Linked DNA regions of Zea mays: region 2 is linked to region 1. A link is a contact called in public Hi-C data. All regions are on one chromosome and are shown on one strand. Each heading gives the region's core, a stretch centred on a gene start, on an enhancer-like site or on the middle of the called end of the contact. The rest is flanking DNA. Distances are from core to core; before and after follow the strand shown.

What was found. A called contact is a pair of places that touch in the nucleus more often than the background predicts.
Region 2: a Hi-C map of endosperm shows a contact between it and region 1, with 2.6 times the contacts expected there. The contact joins the promoter of LOC100273461 here to the promoter of LOC100191363 in region 1. A contact is called at or near these places in 3 of 25 Hi-C or Micro-C datasets (ear, endosperm and leaf).

What each region holds. Positions count from the first base shown.
Region 1 is chr5:118,746,524-118,751,407 of Zm-B73-REFERENCE-NAM-5.0, reverse strand. LOC100191363 (Sec14p-like phosphatidylinositol transfer family protein) reads left to right here and starts at 1,839. Exons shown (of 11, transcript NM_001136797.1): 1 at 1,839-2,040; 2 at 2,153-2,181. The coding sequence starts at 1,986.
Region 2 is chr5:119,080,349-119,085,611 of Zm-B73-REFERENCE-NAM-5.0, reverse strand. LOC100273461 reads right to left here and starts at 2,289. Exons shown (of 1, transcript NM_001147898.1): 1 at 1,139-2,289. The coding sequence starts at 2,045. The coding sequence ends at 1,683.

The DNA of each region.
Region 1 (4,884 bases), core at 590-3,089:
CTAGCGCTACAAGGCCTGACATCTCGTTTGCTGTGAACAAACTTAGCCGGTTTGTTTCAAATCCGGGAGATGATCACTGACGTGCTCTTGAGAGAGTTTTGCGCTATCTAAAAGGTACTATGAGTTTAGGCATCCATTATACCGGGTACCCAACAGTACTAGAGGGTTATTGTGATGCGAATTGGATATCTGATGCTGATGAGATATATGCCACAAGTGGATATGTGTTTTCACTTGGAGGTGGCGTTGTTTTATGAAAGTCTTGCAAGCTGACCATCTTAACGAGGTCAACTATGGAAGCAGAACTCACAACATTAGATACTGCTTCAGTTGAGGCTGAGTGGCTTCGTGAACTCTTTATGGATTTACCAGTGGTTGAAAAACCTGTGCCGGCTATTTTTTATGAACTATAATAATCAGATTGTGATAATTAAGATAAATAGTTCTAAGAATAATATGAAGTCGAAAGAGGCGTTTGAAATCTGTTAGGAAATTGAGAAACTCTAGAGTAATAGCGTTGGACTATCTCCATACGGCTAAATATCTGGCAGATCAATTTACTAAGGGGCTATCACGTAGTGTGATAGATAGTGCATCAAGTGAGATGGCTCTGAGACCCACCTAAAGTTTATCATAATGGTAACATGTTCTATGTGATCGAGATCCCGTGAATTAGAATGGTGAAACAAGCTAATGGTATACTGAGAGGAATAAGGATCATTTCAGATGCACATCTTTCCTTACTGTAAGGAAGGTTGATGTTTACACCTTAATATATTCCAAGTGATTTTGTGAAGTAAATATATCGTCACATACATCACATTGATTTTCTGGATTACATTAAAACTAATGATGCCTAATTCTCTGACACTCTAGCCCTCTGCGTAAATTAGTCGATTTTTATTGGATAATTTTCCGAAAGTTGCATTTGTTCACATGAATTCCAAATCAAACGTTCTATATATGTTTTTCGACTCACACAAGAAACACAATGATAAGAGTTCATTATACACTTTAACATAATTAGTTTAGTCGGTTTGGAAACTACGGAAAACTCTAAATTCAGCCCCTTCTGAGAATTTTGACTTTCCAGAAAATACAAACAGAACCTAATATAAGCATTATATATGGGCTGTTCTAACAAAAAAAATATTATGAGATTTATTTTCAAAAGTATTTTCTTACAATATTGATTTCTACAATATTAAACATATTATATGGGGCCGCTCTTTATTTTGAAGAAATTAAAATTTACTTAATAGAGTATGTTATTTGTTTTAAAATTTAATTCTGTACAAAGTTTAGATATAAATATATCTTAAATTTATAGGATAAAGTGTGGAAATTAATTTTATATATCACTAGTTCATTTTTCTACTTATAACTTATAACACGTTCTTCTTCTCACTCTTCTATAGTAGAGATATAACATATACATATCTTCCATATATGACAACAACAATATATAAATAAATTCTATATAAAATCATATTAGCTTAATTGATATATGTTTGAATTAGGTTTATTAGAAAGAAATTCAATTCTAAGATCCAAACGGTTAGAGGAATATTCTGGCAAAAAATAAATATTCCTTATATCTTTTATATGGACACTGTTTTTCTCATATCGTTTACATATTATAAAAAAGAAAAGATATTTTCATTTTCGGGTGGGCGGTAAAAAGTGGAGCAGTGTGAATTGTACTTGTACGGCGTGATGCGGTTCCCCTTCTGTCTGCCGCCGAGGTCCGAGCAAACTGTCGTACAGACTGAGACGCTTGCGCGATTAGCGAACGGAACGGAAGGAAGACCGTGGAAGCAAAGGCGCGCAGGCGCAAGGGAGCAGAGCACACGGCACACCACAAGAGAACAAATACACCTCAGGTGGCCTTCCTAAGATCGCCGACTGAATCTACCTCGCTTCGCGCCTCCAGTTCCGCACCGGGACTGCCGAATCTGTGCTCGGGATCGTCTCTTCCAGCGGCAATGGGGGCCGATTCTGAGGACGCCGTCAAGCAGCTCAGCCTCCTCATGGAGCAAGGTGCGTGCTTTCTTGCTTTAGTGAAGCTTCGCGCCATTTCTCGGGGCTTCTTTGCGGTTGTTGCGGTGTCCTGTCTTTCTGACTTCGCTATTCTTGGTCTGGATCTTTGCAGTGGAGGCCCCGCTGAAGAGATCATTTCAGGTATGGATCTGGAGTGCACTATATCCATTTCGTTGGGACAGCATGGATCTTGGTTTTGTTTCTGGTAGAATTTAGCTCATGTAGTCACATCGTAGTGTAGCTTTGCAAGTTTCAGCGAGATTTGAGCTGATTTAGAGAGAGTGAGGTACTCACTGTATCGTTAATCCTTATGAATGGCTAAATCGGCATAGGTCAAATTGGGGGTGATCCACTTCATATCTGATCGTTTCTTGGGTAATAATATATGCTAGAGATATGATGATGCAGCTATTACTGCTAGGAAGTGCATGCTCGGAGATGTTGTTTGATCTGTAACAAGTAGTATGTTCTATGTGAATTTGCTGCATTGTCAATGGGGTAGTCAGGTTTAGTGGTGCTTGTCTGCTTGACCTTACCCATAATGGCTCTGTGAAATTCGTTATAGTTCCCTGGGTTGACATCAGTTGTGAGCCCATGGATCGTCTTCTACTGTCATTGGAATAGCAGAATCATGCTGATCCCAGACTATCAAATACTGTGCTTAGTCAGTTTGGACATGTTTAGGCTGAGATCAGTTGGGAGCCCCGTGGATCATGCTTCCAATCCACGATGAAATGAATGGAAAGACTACTGATCTCTAGTCCATTAAATATGTTAAGTTGTTTTGGACATATTCGGGCATTCTGCATGCCATCTGTATACGTTCGTAACTAACTGCCATCTAGGAACTTTTGTGTCTTGTGGCATAATCCTCTCTTTTGGTTTTTAACGTCAACCAAACTTGCAGCCTGGAGTATGAAGGCACATATCCATCTCAACTAGGTTTTCATCACCGCTTAAGAGATGTTCTAAAGGCCATATGTTTTACATGTGTGCTAAATCAGTTCCATTCATTGCTTTGGCGTGAATGGAAATCTTCAGAAACCAACAAGGTTGTGAGTTGTGAGTTGTGACTATGATTTACTAAACTTAAACCCAGGCCCCATTGATTTTAATGGTCTTGTCTTAGCAGATTTTTTATTTGGCTTTTCATTTGGTTCTGACATTTTCTTAGGGGTGCTGGTGGGCGGGGTTAAAAACTGGACGGATACCACTACAAATCTGTTGAATCTCGATCCACGAATCCCTCCCAAGAATTAATTTGTCTACTAGATTAACATGTAAATATTGTAAAGGCTAGTTTTTCTTTCCTTTTTATTGAACGCAAACCAAACATATAGGAGAATTGCTTCATTGGTCCTTTTCCATGAAAATTTGCACATATCTCAAAGCAAACAAATTGTCGGTTAATATGTCACAGGCCTAAATTGCCATGATGGGGTACGAAGGTGTTGGGTCCAAGTCGGACCAACTGTAGCATGCAATCTAGCACGCACTCGTGTAGCGTATTGCAAAGCCCATCTTGGTTAGGATTAGGAAGAGTCTAGAAGCTAGGATTACTTGTGAGTCAAGTTGAGTCGTCGAGTCCTCTCTATAAATATAAGGGAGGTATATCCTTTAAGATTAAGCAAGAACAATTTAGAGGAAGACCCTAATCCTCTCTCCCCCTTCTTCTAGTCGCTAGCCTTTCTCTCTGCCTATGCTGTCCTACCTCTTCTAGCTGCTGCATCATGTCGCCTCCCATGCACACAGCTGATCGTAGCATCCTGTTGTCATCGACCTCTTACTTTGTAATGGCCAGGGCCGGAGCTGAGAATTAATGTGATCTCAAAATATTATACAAAATAAATTTTACTATACCTCAAAAGTTTCTTCTAACATTTCTTTAGGCAAAGTTATTAATGATCGTGTTGATATCAATCACTGTTCTTAAGGCGTCGCCTAGGCGTCCGGGTGGTGGTCTGACGCCTAGGCGCCTTGCCCGCCTACCTCGCCTAGGCGTCGCCTAGGCGTCCAGGCGGTGGTCCAACGCCTTGGACCGCCTTACCGCTTTAAAAACCATGATATCAATAGAATATATGAGTGGTTCTGACAAGTTAACTTTAAAACTCTAAACTCAGATATTAGATTATATAACCCACTATTTACTGTTCTATTAGCTATACAATTAACTGCAAGAGGTGGGGGCCCTAAGATTTGGGGGCCTAGGGCGGCCGCACTGGTGGCCCTATGCCCAGTGCCGGCCTTGCTAATGGCGTGACCAGCCCTAGGGCAGCTGCTCCCCCCTCTAATCTCCTCCAAACACCCCCAGATCAAGGACTGTTACTCCTGGTATCCAAAGACAGATCAATTATTTGGGCATGTTCTGATCCACCACTATGGTTAGCTTCAGCAACATCTATGATTTATGGATGAGAGAATTGCACTAGAATTTGACACGACACCAATGCCCCCCAACAATAGATCCGAACCAACCTAAAAATAAGATGCTGGAGGCGTATATTGTCGTCCCCCTACCAACACCTCCAACAACCCTACATCCAAACTACCCTAATTTTTTATTCTATGGATGCATTTAGGGTGTCTTTAAATGGGATCAACTTCTACCATATCGTCAACAACGGTTGCACATCAATCAACAAACCAACACCGACATTGAGAACATATACACTGACAACAACTCCACCATTGTCGCCATCTATGCCAACACCCTGTAATTGTAAAAGGAGCTAGACAGAATTTTTGCACGACACCAAAACTCATCAACAACAGATTTAAATCAGTCGGAGAGCAACACATCAGAGGTGCCAATCCAACTCAAAAGAGGTGCATAGGCAATGACAT
Region 2 (5,263 bases), core at 1,040-3,539, 330 kb before region 1:
TGAGCTCACCCTTGATTAATTTTGATCAGAAGTTGCAGATGAAGATATGATGCTGAACTCCATGGATGCTAGTCTAGTGATACACCCGGTCATCTTCCTGTGGATGGATGTCCTTGTTTCGCTGTACTTTGATGAATAAAGGTTAAGACATTATGTCTATTCGAAGTGTAATATGTTAATATTATCATTATTTACGCTTGTATGCATTGTTCTTTTGATATATTACACTTGTGACGTCAATATATGTGTGGAAATAGATCCTGTCACACATAAGCTATGCACCCGGCTCTGCCCCTTGGAAATGGGTGTGACACGTTGTATGGTTTAACAACCGCATAGTTGTGCCCAAGAGTGATGAGGTTCGCCAGCAAATTTTAGATGAAGCACATCTTAGTCGCTATTCTATTCATCCCGGAAGCACTAAGATGTATCATGATCTAAAGCAACATTATTGGTGGACGAAGATGAAGATTGAAATTGCACGCTATGTGGCAAGATGCGACACTTGTAGACATGTCAAAGCCATACATTTGAAAACTGCTGGCCCATTGCAATTTTTACCTATCCCGACCTGAAAATGGGAGGACATTAGCATGGACTTTATTGTGGGATTACCCAGGACAGCAAAAGGGTTTGATTCCATCTGGGTTATTATTGATCGACTTACAAAGATCGCCCACTTTCTCCAAGTCAAGGTAAAGTATATAGTGGCTGTGGCAGAACCTCGCATGTTATTGGGCCCAAATGCACCTGTCCTTGTCTCAAAGACCTCAGACGGCTATGCATGTGCACCAAATAACTTAATAGGATCTGTCCAAGTGCCCCTAGGACCCCGGATAAACCACTTACAACCAGGACCGCATGATAAAGTAAACACAAATCACACACCAACAATTTTGCAGCGGAACTCTTATTACCAAATTTTACAAGTTACATCAAATTTACATTATGTTTATCGGAGTGATTACAATAGTGATTCAAAGAAATAAACTTTGAAATATTATAAATTATTTATAAGTTTAAAATATATGCTAGCTCAAGTGACCATGCTCAATAAAAAGTATAGAAAAGTTACTTAGACTTATAAGAAGGCCGATCCCACCGGCACTTAACACCATCAACAGCAGCACAAAACTATAACCTGAAAAACAACAGGTAATAAAACCCTGAGTATGAAATTACTCAGCAAGAATTACCCGACTAAAGAAAAGACTATCAAAGCATCAAGTTTCAAAGACTCTTTTTTCAGAAAAGCTTACTAGAAGTGGGTCCTTAAGCTAAAATTTTACATCACAAGTTAAGTGCTTTTCCTGAATCTAGCTTACCAAGCCAAATCGATCCAAAATCCACAAGAACGACGACGAACTTTGATTCAGGCGTTCCACCGAACATCTGGCAAACGTCAATCTGGAGCTTCATTATCTACACCTTCTAAGCTCCTTTTTCAATCTCAAACTGTGATTCACCCTCACGAACCACAGGATCAACCATGGGTGGTTAGCGAGGTTGACATAGGACTGGGGCAGAAGATGAGCGCCGCGAGCTGAAGACGAATTTGGAAACTACAGGCGCGGCCAAATCCTGGGCGTGACGGTGACCATAGTCAAGCAGAGGGGCGCGGCTTGGGGAAATACCAGGGAGATGGACACGCCACCATGGCTGAAGCTTGAGGCCGAACAGGGCTAGAGAAGAGAGAAAGGAGAAGGCTGGAGCGGCGTCCGGACTTGGACTCCAGGGAGGCGACCGAGCAGAGGAGGGATCCAGGGGAGCCGCCATGGGAGGGGCAGGAAAGAAGCACCACGGTGCGCAGGGCTCCACGGCGCGGTGGCCATGGCCGAGCTGGGAGGGCGTGCGGTCGAGCCAGTGGTGGGGAAGAGGAAGATGGCTGGGAGAGCAGGGCGCGACCGATGAGCAGAGCAGGAGGAAGCTCCGCGAGCTGGGATCCGACGTGCGCAGGAGCTCCAGCGAGCTGGAACCGGGCGTAGGAGCAGGGTAGTCTGAGCTGGAACGCGGCACGGTGCAGGAGCAGTGCTTGGGCGCGCCATCAGAGAAAAGGGAGATGAGCTAGTCGGCTGGGCACCAGAGACCCGCGCGAGGAGCTCGGCGCGCGTCCATGGCAGGGAATTCACGACGCGAGCAGGGAGGACTGGAGGGAGTATCGCGCGCAGAGAAATCGGCTGGGGAGTGGGAGGCCGCGACTGGAGGAGTACCAGGGAGGGAGAAGCAGCAGGGAGCGCTGCCCCGCTAGCCGAACTGGAGGAAGGACCGGGCAGAAGGATTGCCGTTCTGGAGAAGAAGATAAGGAAGATAGAACGGTGGCTGCAAAGATCTGAATACGTCGGTGGAAAAATATCAACAGGGTGGGCTGCGGGATTTTTCGTTTGACAGGAGCTAAGCGGCGCAGGGATAGAAATGGCTAAAAAAATCAGAGAAGAGGGAGAATAGCGGTAAATAGAGGATATTTTCATTTCCATTTTTGTTATTTTTTTCTCACGCAAAAACGCCTGCCAAAGTACCATGGTTCCAAAATTATGATTTTGAAGAGTCAAATTAGATCAGGCGGACAATAATTAAGACAACACTAGTTTAGTCGAAATCGGATGAAAATTCATCCGTTATCTAAACACAGTTGAGACGGTTCTGTTCGAATCTCGTTTGGATAATTTTCGTGACTATTCTGGCCACGATGTTAACGGACCAGATTGAAACGAGTTCGGCTATGTATTTTAATCTGCTCTGCGTGATTCGACTGAATTTAGCCAAAACCAGATCCGCTAATGTATACACGATTTCGTCGTCAAAACAGCGTGCTAAAGGATAAATTGGATCATATCCTCGCGCACGATTTCACGACGACGAGCGATTCAGATTATTTTGCCCCGAACATTTTAGTCATCGAGTTCAAATTAATTTGCCTAAGATAAAATCATCCGAGTGGGTCGGGCTTCCGAATTCGTATTTACACGAGCGACGAATTTTAAATAATCACCGGACGCACCGATTTTCAGAACAACTATGTTCCGAACATCACGAAAATTTAGGACAAGCCTGGATAGATAAAAATGATGTCGAACTCGCGATAGACAAAACAGATGCGATATTAAAATCGCGATAGACGAAGATGATTGAAATTTAGCATCTGTTTTATCCACTGACATTACGTGCTTAAATCCATACTCGTTATCGAGCGGAATATAAACACCTGGGGTGTTACAGTGGCCACATATGCGGAACTATATATTGCTCGTATTCTCAGTCTGCACGGTGTTCCAAAGACAATAGTGTCGGATCGTGGACCTCAATTTGTATCCAAATTCTGGGAAGAACTCCACAAATCTTTGGGTACTAAGTTACTCCACAGTTCGGCCTATCATCCTCAAACTAGTGGTCAGACTGAGAGAGTGATTCAGATACTTGAAGACATGTAGCGAGCATATGTTTTAGAGTTTCCGCAGAAATGGGATGACTGTTTACCGCTGGCAGAATTCTCATACAACAATAATTATCAAGAAAGTATCAAGATGGCACCCTTTGAAGCCCTATATGGACGACGGTGCCATACTCCATTAAATTGGTCTGAACCAGGAGAAAGATGGTTGTTCAGGCCTGATATGGTGAAAGAAACAGAAGAGAGGGTTCAACGAATCATACATAATTTGAAGGAAGCCCAAGCTTTCCAAAAAAGTTATGCAGACAAACGACGCAAATCCTTGTACTTTCAAGTGGAAGATTACGTCTACCTAAAAGTCTCACCAATGAAGGGTGTATCACGTTTCGGGGTAAAAGGAAAGTTTGCACCCCGGTACATTGGTCCTTTTCCTATTCTTGAACAATGTGGACCAGTGGCATATCGACTCCAATTACTCGAAACATTGTCTGCTATGCACAACGTGTTCCATGTGTCTCAATTGAAGAAGTGTCTTCAGGTTCCAGATCAAACCGTTGAAGTGACGAATGTTGCCTTAGAACTAGACTTGACATATTCAAAACATCCTATTCGAGTCTTGGATCAAAAGGACAGGATTACACGAAGGAGAACTCTCAAGTTTTATAAGATACAATGAAACCAACACACGGAAGATGAAGCTACTTGGGAAACCCAAGACTTTCTAGAAAAGAATTTCCCAGGCTTTTTAGCTTTGTAATAGAGGAATAAACCCCATACCACCCCTGCCTTGTATAAGAAATAAGGAAATATAAATATGACGTGTTTCCTTTTCCAGTACTTACCCTAGGACTTTTAAATCTCGGGACGAGATTCTTTTATGGGGGAAGGATGTAACACCCCTGCTGTTACTGCCACTAAAACTTGAGCATAACATCATGAGCATTAGCATATCATGTGCTTGTTACACTTAGAATGCATTATCTAGGTAAAAATTTCAAACAATTTGTATTGATGTGACTTGTTATGTGTGGAACCCTAAGGTAGGGTACTTAGCCCTAAACTAGGCTTAGGAGTGATGATCAAGCCCCAAGCATGAGAAAAATTCAAAACTCATTAAAAATGGCCATAAGATATCACCATTAATGAACTTGAGTGACATCCAAACCCTAGGAGTGCCAGAAACCCTAAAAGGACCACTGAAAACCCCAAATTGAAACCCTAGGGGGTTATATGTAAATTTTGCACACTTTTGGACCCAAGTACAAAAACCAAGGTATTAGGGTACCTCAAATCATATGGTTCACATATTTGAAGATTTTCAAATCAAATCATGAGATTTGGGCTTATTTGCAAAAAGGCCACTCTACACCTCTCATGTGACTAAGTCTGAAAATCAGTAAGCCAGGCTGACTTTGGAGCTCTGCAGTTCTAAAAATACAAAGAATTTGCCTAGGGTCAACACAACAAAAGTCTAGAGCTACTATAGGTGTACAACTTTGCTTAAGAGATTAGGCATTGTTGACATACAAAAATTAGAGATAATCAGCCCTGAGGTCTGGCTGTCAGACTAAGGCTCCCTGATATTCAGAGAAGGCAATAGATTGGATGAACTTTGGGACCTTGTGGAGCTCGATTTGATGGATATTTAACCAAAACCTCTGTGACAAAGTTAGAGCTGGTTTGTTAGGCTAAAACTTTGATACAGAGTGTTGATCTGGTCACCACATAAAATTTGGAGCAAATTGCCCCCAAACAGGCTCTCCCAGACCGACTGAATGAGCTGCGCGATGGTACAGTGTCCAGATCATAACGCCAGTCAGATAACTCACCGCCGGCGACCGTGCGCCCGGATTCGCGCCCGCCGTGGTGATTCGT